Linked DNA regions of Mus musculus: region 1 is linked to region 2. The links are chromatin contacts, called in public promoter capture Hi-C maps. All regions are on one chromosome and are shown on one strand. The core of a region is the stretch at or near the end of the contact, and the rest is flanking DNA. Distances in the headings are between cores, read along the strand shown.

Evidence for each region. Promoter capture Hi-C pulls out the DNA fragments that hold promoters and counts their contacts.
Region 1: a contact with region 2 is called in a promoter capture Hi-C map of hippocampal neurons, with 3 times the contacts expected there. The contact joins the enhancer-like site here to the promoter of Nktr in region 2. A contact is called at or near these places in 7 of 39 promoter capture datasets (3T3-L1-derived adipocytes, embryonic stem cells, fetal liver and 4 more), 3 of 484 Hi-C or Micro-C datasets (the N1E-115 cell line, natural killer cells and neutrophils), 1 of 115 datasets of contacts at active chromatin or transcription factors (extraembryonic endoderm stem cells) and 3 of 9 other capture datasets (adipose tissue, liver and pancreatic islet).

Annotation. Positions count from the first base shown.
Region 1 is chr9:121,878,978-121,883,822 of GRCm38.p6, reverse strand. No RefSeq gene overlaps it. Among named protein-coding and RNA genes, the nearest start is that of Ackr2, 17 kb to the left of the region's middle. Within about 2 kb of position 2,037, at least 96 of the 459 cell types and tissues checked have an H3K27ac peak or open chromatin away from gene starts, as enhancers often do. A contact at or near this core is called in the N1E-115 cell line, adipose tissue, hippocampal neurons and 1 more, where this site is marked.
Region 2 is chr9:121,717,578-121,723,016 of GRCm38.p6, reverse strand. Nktr (natural killer tumor recognition sequence) reads right to left here and starts at 3,836. Exons shown (of 17, transcript NM_010918.2): 1 at 3,722-3,836; 2 at 3,472-3,558. The coding sequence starts at 3,529.

The DNA of each region.
Region 1 (4,845 bases), core at 788-3,287, 160 kb before region 2:
ATCAGGAAAATGCAAATCAAAACAACCCTGAGATTCCACCTCACACCAGTCAGAATGGCTAAGATCAAAAATTCAGGTGACAGCAGATGCTGGCGAGGATGCGGAGAAAGAGGAACACTCCTCCATTGTTGCTGGGATTGCAAGCTTGTACAACCACTCTGGAAATCAGTCTAGTGGTTCCTCAGAAAACTGGACATAGTACTACTGGAGGATCCCGCAATACCTCTCCTGGGCATATATCCAGAAGATGTTCCATCTGGTAAGAAGGACACATGCTCCACTATGCCTTATTTATAATAGCCAGAAGCTGGAAAGAACCCAGATGCCCCTCAACAGAGGAATGGATACAGAAAATGTGGTACATTTACACAATGGAGTACTACTCAGCTATTAAAAACAATGAATTTATGAAATTCCTAGGCAAATGGATGGACCTGGAGGGTAATCATCCTGAGTGAGGTATCCCAATCACAAAAGAACTCACACAATATGTACTCAATGATAAGTGGATATTAGCCCAGAAACTTAGAATACCCAAGATACAATTTACAAAACACATGAAACTCAAGAAGAAGGAAGACCAAAGTTTGGACACTTTGCCCCTTCTTAGAATTGGGAACAAAACACCCATGGAAGGAGTTACAGAGACAAAGTTTGGAGCTGAGACGAAAGGATGGACCATCTAGAGACTGCCACACCTGGGGATCCATCCCATAATCAGCCTCCAAATGCTGACACCACTGCATACGACAGTAAGATTTTGCTGAAAGGACCCTGATATAGCTGTCTCTTGTGAGGCTATGCCGGTGCCTGACAAACACAGAAGTGGATGCTCACAGTGAGCTATTGGATGGAACACAGGGCCCCCAATGGAGGAGGGACTAATACCCAATATATATAAAGAACTCAAGAAGGTGGACTCCAGAAAATCCCAAGGAGCTGAAGAAGTCTGCAACCCTATAGGTGGAACAACAATATAGACTAACCAGTACCCCCAGAGCTTGTGTCTCTAGCTGCATATGTAGCAGAAGATGGCCTAGTCGGCCATCATTGGGAAGAGAGGCCCCTTGGTCTTGCAAACTTTATATGCCTCAGTACAGGGGAACGCCAGGGCCAAGAAGTGGGAGTGGATGGGTAGGGGAGTGGGGGGGGGGGTAATGGGGGACTTTTGGGATAGCATTTGAAATGTAAATGAAGAAAATACCTAATAAAAATAAAATAAAACCGAAAAAAGAAAAAGAAAAAAGAAGTCAAGTCACAAGGATGGGATAAGGCCTGTGGGAACATCCCAAGTGCAACCTCCAGGTTGTTTACCCACAAGAGGTTATGTGAGCATCAGGAGGCTGCCTTCAGTGCACAGCCACAGCCTCTCTTATTCATGGCTAACTGCTTGGAGATTGCTCAGGGTCTGTGGTTGATCTCATGGCTGAATGTTGGTTAGGACAGCAAGGCTGTGCCACGAAGGGTGGGGTCAGTGTTTACAAACGGCTGACAGGCTGCACAAACGGAAAAACGGGACTCACTTCCTGCCCGTGCAGCTCATTCAGAAATCCATCATGACTAAGGGACACTGCCCTTTCCAGACGGGGGCTCCTGGAAGGGAGAATTGTGTCTTGTTTTTCTGTGGTACTCTGAGTCCACAGTGGCCCATTGGATACACTGAAGCCTCAGGAAGTGTCTGGGACCTTGCTGATAAACATGAGTCCCACACTGTGTTCACTGTCTGTCGGATGATGGACCAGGTTTCCAGTGACACAGGGCAAGGGAAACAAGTTGGAGGTGACAGAGGGAATCTGGATCCACAGCTGGCATGCAAAAGGTCTGGGGACTTGGAAGCAGGATTACACCTCCTCGTCATTCCTTCATTTGGAATATGACCCCACAGTTTGTCAGCACTAAAGCTGAATTTCATATCCCGTCAACAGACATCACCCATGACTTCCTGGAAAATCTGTTTCCCAGAACTACTGGTGTATCTTGAATTTAGAACACTAGTAAACATACAAAGGGCTGGGAGATGTCTCAGTGGGTAAAGTGCTTTCTGAACAAGCGTGAGGACCTGAGTTCATACAAAGAGCTGGGTGTTGGGGGCCTGAGGGCTGCTTTAGCCGTTAAGAGCATTGGCTGCCCTTCCAAGATCCGAGACTCCCAGCATGCACACAATGGCTCACAACTGTCTGTAACTCTAGTTCCAGGGGATATGGTGCAGTTATACATGCAAGCATAAAAATTAAATTTTAAAATTAAAAAAAAAAAAAAAAAAAGATGAGTGGGTGGCACCCATCTGTAATTCTATTGCTGGAGAGAGACAGGCAGATCCCTGGAGTTTGCTGCCCTCTAGCCGAGCTGGTGAATGCCAGGTTCACCGTGGACACATGTGTACACCCACATACAAATACACATAGACACAACATACAGTGTACCACAGTTTCTTAAAGTTGTGGCGACTGAGCCAGATTCTTTTAGGATCCCTACAATTTCGACAGGCTCCCAGATTCAAACATTCCAGAGATTTGAGCCGGAACAAGGTCATGAAACCAAATGTTCCTGAAGACGAAGAGTTCTCTGTTTAAATCCGGATCACACTCCTGCTCAGACCAAGGCCCCCTGCAGAAGCCTGTTTAATTTCTTTAGGATTTTTATTTTTATATGTATGCATGTGCTTATGCACACGTGTTCACGTGCTCAGGTAACCACGGAAGCCAGAAACGAGCTTCCGCCCACCCCCGCCCCGCCCTCGCCCCAGCGGAAGCCACAGGGAGTCGTGAGCCACTTGACCTGGGTGTTAAGAGCTGAAGTCAAACCATCTGGAAGAACAGCAAGTGCGCCTAACAGCTGAGCCATCTCTCCAGCCCATCAGCCACTAGCAAGGAAGAGACCAGCGCCCTCTACTGGGAGCACGTCTAAGAATCTGTAACATCCTAATAGCATCCATTCACCAAGCGTTTGGGTTCCAGGGCCATTTTCATTTCCCCAAGGAAGTTTGCAGGCTCATTACCAGAGGCTGGGACATCTTGGGGGACACATGCCTATGCCCACATAATGGGCACACCTTAACTCAAAGTGCCTCCCTTCACGCCCCCACATCCTTCATGTTACACATTCCTTCTTGGCAGTGCAAGATTCCCTCTTCCTTGCTTACTGGGAGTCAGGGACAGCCTGACTACAGGGCAACTCTCCCTTCCACTGAGACCTAAAAGAAACCCACACTTTGCCTTGAGGGTCTGAACTCTCATTGGAGCTTCCACCACGTTCGTGGTGCTAAACTAATAAATCTCTTACTAGACAGGATAATCTGCCTTAGTGTCCCACCTCAACCCCAAACCGGAGACCTTTCACTCTGTGGCCCAAAACAGCCAACCAATACGCAATCTGTGGCAGGGAGGATTGCGTCTGAGGTAGTTTGGAAGTGAGAGAAAGTTTTATAGAGGTCACCACGTGAGGAGTTTGGGGAAGATGCTAAAGCCTGCCGCACTAGTCATCTTTGCAAAGGCCTGAAAGAGGGGAGACCTGTGGACGAGGCAGTTGCCAACAAACGACTGGGTAGTCTGAGTGGGCATTCCTGGGCTCTCTGTATGGTCAAGATCCACCCTGCAGGATCTCACTTCACCTCCTGCACCTAAGGTGACTCCTTTGGCATCTGCACACAGTGCCAGGAACCTTCTGAGTGGTTGTGCCTAGTGCACCACGGTGCCTCACAGTGCACTGCCTCTCTCTCTGCAGGCTGCAACTGCTCCAGGGCCTCGGTGCTCTCTGACGTACATCTAGGCTTGTCTTGTCCTATCCATTTGATGTGTTTGTAGTTTGTCAACTCCTCTAGAGCCGTGACTTACAAAGACATTACCAGAATTTTAGGATCAAAGCCTAGCTCTGGATGTCCCAGTAAGGTAGTTAGTTCAGCCTCCCAGCCCCAATAATGGCAATCGATCAAAGAGTCAAGTAATAGTGAAAAGCAGAGAAAAGTTTATTCAGTCTGTGGCTACACTGAGATGAGGAACAGTGAGGTGCAGGACACCCATGTCTGTATTCAGGGTCATGACATGAGGTTTAGAATGCGTGTGTGTGTTTCTGTGTGTGTGTGTCTGTGTATGTGTCTGTGTATCTGTGTGTGTCTGTCTGTGTCTGTCCTGTGTCTGTGTCTCTCTGTGTGGCTGTGTGTTTGTGTGTCTCTGTGTGTCTGTGTTGTGTATGTCTCTGTGTGTGTCTGTATGTCTATGTATGTGTCTGTATGTCTGTGTCTGTGTTGTGTCTGTATGTGTTCCTGTGTGTCTGTGTGTGTTGTGTCTGTATGTGTTTCTCTGTGTTTTTGTGTGTGTCTGTGTGAATATGTATCTCTGTGTTGTATCTGTGGATGTGTGTGTTTCTGTGTTTGTGTGTGTGCATATGTCTGGGTCTGTGTTGTGTCTGTGTGTCTTTGTGTGTGTCTGTGTCTGTAGGTGTTTCTCTCTGTGTATGTTTGTGTGTATATGTGGAAGCCAGAGTTAGATATCAGTTATCTTTCTCAGTTGCTCTCTACCTTACTCTCTGGTTCTCTCACTGATTCTGCTAGACTAGCTGGCCAGCAAGCCCAGGATCCTCCTGTGGGAAGCCACATGTGCCGTTGCAGAGTAGCGCTGGCTACTGCTGGCCACCACGCATAAGTTTGGACAAATAACCAATGTGTACATATGCAGTAAAGTTTTTTTGTCCAGTCACTGCCTGGCCCGACGCATATTAATCAGGTACTGGTAGCATAACCAATCAGGTATGGACACGTCACTCCTAGGCCTATATAAGCAGCACCATTTCTGGGCTCAGGGTCTTTCGCCTCTGCAATCAATGCTCTCCCAATAAACGTGTGCAGAA
Region 2 (5,439 bases), core at 2,587-5,086:
TAGGAGTGGAATAAAAAGTTAAGTATCCTATTCAAAAGAGTCCAGTTCTTTCATTTTCACATGATACCACAAGTGAAAAATTTCTACCTGATACAGTAGCAGTCACAACACCCCCCACCACCACCCCCTCCCACAGAATTTTTGCATTGGTGGTTACCAATACAAAAATTACCCTCATGTCATATGCATATTCTCCAAAACATCTTTATTTAATATATGCAAAGGTTTCCAAAATTTAAAATAAAATGTGATCTCTGAATTCTTTTTCATTTTGAGCATTCTGGATAAAAAATGTTTAATCTGTACTTAGAAATAAAAATATTTGTAAATTCATGAGTTAAAGACAATCTTGAGAAAAGTTAGATATTTTGAACTTGAAGAAAATGAGTATCAAAATTTATAGGATACATTTAAACTTCCCATGTAAACATATAATTAATCCTTTATATTAGAAAAGGAATCATGGAACTGGAGATATTTCTCAGTGGTTAAGAACACTGGCTGTGCTGGGCGTGGTGGCGCACGCCTTTAATCCCAGCACTCGGGAGGCAGAGGCAGGTGGATTTCTGAGTTCGAGGCCAGCCTGGTCTACTAAGTGAGTTCCAGGACAGCCAGGGCTACACAGAGAAACCCTGTCTCGAAAAACCAAAAAAAAAAAAAAAAGAACACTGGCTGCTCTTCCAGAGGACCTGAGTTCAATTCCCAGCAGTAACATGGTGGCTCTCAACTATCTCTAATTTCAGTCCTAGAAGACTCAACTCTTTCACACATACATTCAGGCAAAACACTAATGCACATAACATTTAAAAAAGAAATTATAATAAAAAAATAAAACCAAATCAAACATTAGAAGGAAATGATAAAAACTAACAAACAGACAAACAAACAAACAAAAATCCCTGAAATTGATAAAGCTGAAAAGAGGACAATAACAGTCTAAGACACTAAAATCTGGTTCTTAAAAAAATGATAGATTAATGGTAGATTAAGAGGAATAAAAGACAACAGGCACACATTGTCCAAATAGTGAAAGAACAGAGGGAATTATGAATGCTTGTGAGAAAAATCCAAGAAAACAAGAGTCCTGTGACCTCAGTTTCTTCAAAAGCATGGACTTGTTCCTGGAATGTGCTTTCCTGGCCCTCCCAGCTGTGGCAGTCGGACAGTTTACTTTAGCTCATTCATTACAACTGGCTGTTGTCTATATGCCTCTCTGAAAAAAATGTTTTTGCCATGTTCTGCTTGTCATTGTGACTTTAAGCAGGTGACTCTTCTTAATCCTTGGGAGTTTAAATTGTCTGATGTGTTGAATAAATCAGGAGTCAACAGCCGGGGGTGGTGGCGCACGCCTTTAATCCCAGCACTTGGGAGGCAGAGGTAAGTGGATTTCTGAGTTCGAGGCCAGCCTGGTCTACAGAGTGAGTTCCAGGACAGCCAGGGCTACACAGAGAAACCCTGTCTCGAAATAAATAAATAAATAAATAAATGCAGGAGTCTTGGCCCACTCTATTTTTAGGCCCTGCTCTCCCAAGTTCATGCTACCATTAGAGCGATAAACAACATATTTTCCATCAGGGGTGAAAGATCAGCTATCACTACATACTAGGAAAACAATCCTAGCACATAAACCTGACAAGTTAGATAAATAAATACATCAGCTTCTTAAAAGCCACAAACCACCAATAATAAATCAATTAAATAACATACATGTGAATGAATAATCCTGTATTAATCAAAGAAATTAGAGCCTATGTTAAGAACCTTAATAACCACCAAATATTACAGGATAACAACAGAATGACTTCCAATAGGAACAATTTACTGGATTCATACAGGAAACCTGTTATACAATGTAAAGGTTGTCCCCCTTTTAAATCTGCATTTGCAGTCATCCAACAGTTTTATAATTCAAAAGAAAATCTGTTTTGTATTTGTACTCATGGTAACTGAAAGTACATACTTAATCCTTAACAGTACATCTTGATTTCTGCATCACCTCTGCTTATCAAAGTAAATCTAAATCAGATACTTTTATTTGTGACGCTGGAAATTGAACTTGGAGCCAACAATACAACAGGCAAGCACTCTTCCCAGACAAGCACTCTCCCACTGCTTCTGGCTGATTCTTAAAAATAAGTGGGGCAATAGTGGTGGACACCTTTTATCCCAGCACTCGGTTCTCTTTGAGTTCTACGACAGCCTGGTCTACACAGAAAAACCCTGTCTTGAAATACAAAAACAAAACAAAATTTAAAAGGTTAAAAATAGAAGACGCCTGAAAAAAAAAAGACATTAAACGAAGATGTATAGCCATGTTAAGTACATTCTTTTCAAGACTGACATCCATCTGTGGTGTTGGGGATCAAAGTCAGGTCCTTGGTTATTCGAGGAAAATACTTCCCAGTTATATTCCTATTACTTTCTGAGTATGTTAATACATTAGTTTTGCAAAAAAAAAAAAAAAATCCGTGAAAAATCTCCAGAGTAAGTTTGGTAAATGCTAAATAAACTGCAGCTACAGTCAGGGTCGAAATGTTAGATGAGAAAAACAGAACGTTTAAGATCGCTCCAATCCTTTGTTCAGAACCGTCACCGTCTTCCTTTTATCCTAGAGCCTGAGTTTTCCTTATTCTGTTCCCTCTACTCCAGCCAGACCGGGACCTTCGCTTTCCCTCAAGAAACACAAGCGCTGTCTCAGAACCCAAGCTAACCGTTGGCTGCCACTACCAAGCACAGTTCTCAAAGGCGTCCCTCCACAGGTTCGGCTTCGCACCTACTCAAATGTCATCTTCTCAAGATGGCCTTTCTCGCTCACCGCCTGACTAAAACAGCACTACTGGAGGGAATGCGGTTTTTACCCCTTCACTTCCTGCCTCTTTCCCCCAGGACGTCAACATAAAAGAAGCAGCAGCCCTGCTTTAGTCACTGCTGCCCTTCCAGAGCCCAGGACAAGCAGCTCTCCTGCGAGTCCACTGCGACCTAAGACGTGGCGCACACCACACACCTCCAGTTAAGATCCCTGTCGGTTGAGAACCGCGCATCCGTACACATGTTCCTGCTCGATACACACGCGACCTTTACATGTGTGCGCACCGATGTGTGCAGCAGCCACCTCTCTGCACACAGAGACGTCGACGCCTCGGGATTAATGAATGGCTGCACACTGGACTTCCAAAAAAAAAAAAAAAAAAACCAAACATCGCGGCCGCAGCCTAGGAGCAATCCCGGGGCTACAGAACCCGCACAAGCCCTTCAGTCTCTCCTCTCCAGCCACGTCTCCCGGAGCCAGTACATTCTCGGGAAGGCTCCCGAGGGACAGCGGAGGGCAGCTGGCCGGCTCGTGACCGCGGCGGCTCCGCAGCTCTGGCCGGCCGAGCCCGCCCCGCCCCGCCCCCGCCCGGCTCCGGCTCCGGCTCCGCCGCGTCCACTTCCACCCCGACCCGGGCCCACAGAGGGGCCCGCCCCGCTCACCCGGTTCCCGGTTGATCTCGATGTCGAAGTGACACTGCGGCCGGTCCTGGGCGCCCATCGCGAGCGCAGCAGCGGGACGGCGGCGAGCTGCGGACAGGGAGGAGGGCGCTGAGGGCAGGCGGGCGGCCGGGCGGGGCGGGGCCCGGCCCGCCTGACAGGGACGCGGCCGACGAGAGGCCGCCCCACCCTGCCCACCCGCCCGCCCGCCCACCCCAGCCGCGGCTACCCGCGCTCCCGTCGAGCTTCTCACCTGGCCGCACAGCTCCGGAGAACGCCCTGCCGGCGCCGCCGGAGCCTAACGTCACCAACGGAACGCCACCTCTTCCCCGTGAGGGCCAGCCGGCGAGCGCCACGCCAGAGCTCGCGAGGCCGGACGCAAGCGTCGCGAGAGTTCGTCTCGCCGCCGAGCGGGGTGTGGGGTCGGAGTAGGCGGTCCGCGCCAGGGCTCTCGTGCCCCGCCCCTCAGGATCCCCTGTCCAATCCCGAGTGCGCAGACGTGTGCGAGCTGTCAACCACGGCTCACTCATGCAGCACCGCGAGATTTCTGATTGCGTGGCCAGTGGATGAACGCAGGGTGAATCCCAGGCTTCCGGCCGACGTGGCGGGTGACCTGTTCTCTCTCGTGGTTGATGCGGTCACGCTGTTTGTCTCGCGTTAAAAGAATCGAGGACCAGATGGAGCCAGATGTGCCTCCCTTGCCCGCCAGGGTGAGACGAGGCTGGCCGCCGGCTCGAGGCCAGCCTGGGTCACTTGAGGCTTTCTCAGAAATACAACGAAAGGAAACAAAAATCAAGGCAACAACAAAACCCCGAAGCAAAACACAAACCGTAGCGTTTACACCTGCGCACCAGCGCTTGGTGGGTAAAGGCAGGAGATTCAGAAGTTCAAGGTCAGCCTGAGATACCTGAGACCTGTGAAGAAACCAAACCAGTTGACAGGAGCGATGGTCTAGCAGTTAAGATGGTCTAGAGGCCGCTTTTGCATTGGACCTGGTTCAAAGCCCAGCTCAATAACCGCATGGTGGCTTACAACCATCTCGTTTCAGGGTTTCCATCGCGCTCCCCTGACCTCCGTGGACACCAAGCATGCACATGGTGCCCAGACATACATGCAGGCAAAACAGAAAGTAAAACCTTACAAAAGGAAAGTCTGTGAGCAATAATACACAGCCTTTAATCCCAGCGGCTCGAGAGGCAGAGGTAGGTGGCTCTCAGTCTGAGGTCAGTCAGTTCTACATATTGTCTTCCTGGCCAGTCAGGGCTAGGTAGATCCTGTCTCAAAACAAAAGGTACACAATAAGAATGTGCTGTTGGGGCTGGCGAGATGGCTCAGTGGTTAAGAGCGCCGACTGCTCTTCTGAAGGTCCCGAGTTCAAATCCCAGCAACCACATGGTGGCTCACAACCATCCATAATGAAATCTGATGCCCTCTTCTGGAGTGTCTGAAGACAGCTACAGTGTACTTACATATAATAAATAAATCTTTTTTAAAAAATGTGCTGTTGTAGAAAATTTTAATCACAATCAGTGTTGAGGTTGGGTCTGTTACATAAAGCAAAATTCCATATCCAAAAACCTAAACCTACGAGTGACTTACCGTCTTTCCAAGCTTTTGTACCTTGTTCCTTAATTTAAAACTGTTGGTTAAATAAAATTGGCTACAGCCAATTACTGGAGGGATTCGAGGTAGGTGGATTTTGAGTTACCTGGGTGGGAAGAGTAAGGAGAAAAGAGAGACCAAGTGTAGAAGGAGGAATGGGAGAGAGGAAGCCCCCATGGGGGGAGGCAAAGGATGAGCACACAGCCAGAAAAAACAGTCCATATCTGGGGTACACCCAAGGGAGGTAGCCAGGACAGCAGTTAGAAGAGTACATTAGGAGTTACCCTCCACTCATTTATTTATAAGCCGGGATAAGCTTAAATCGGTTCTACTATGTTGTCTCTGTGTTTGGAGAGATGGCTCAGCTGT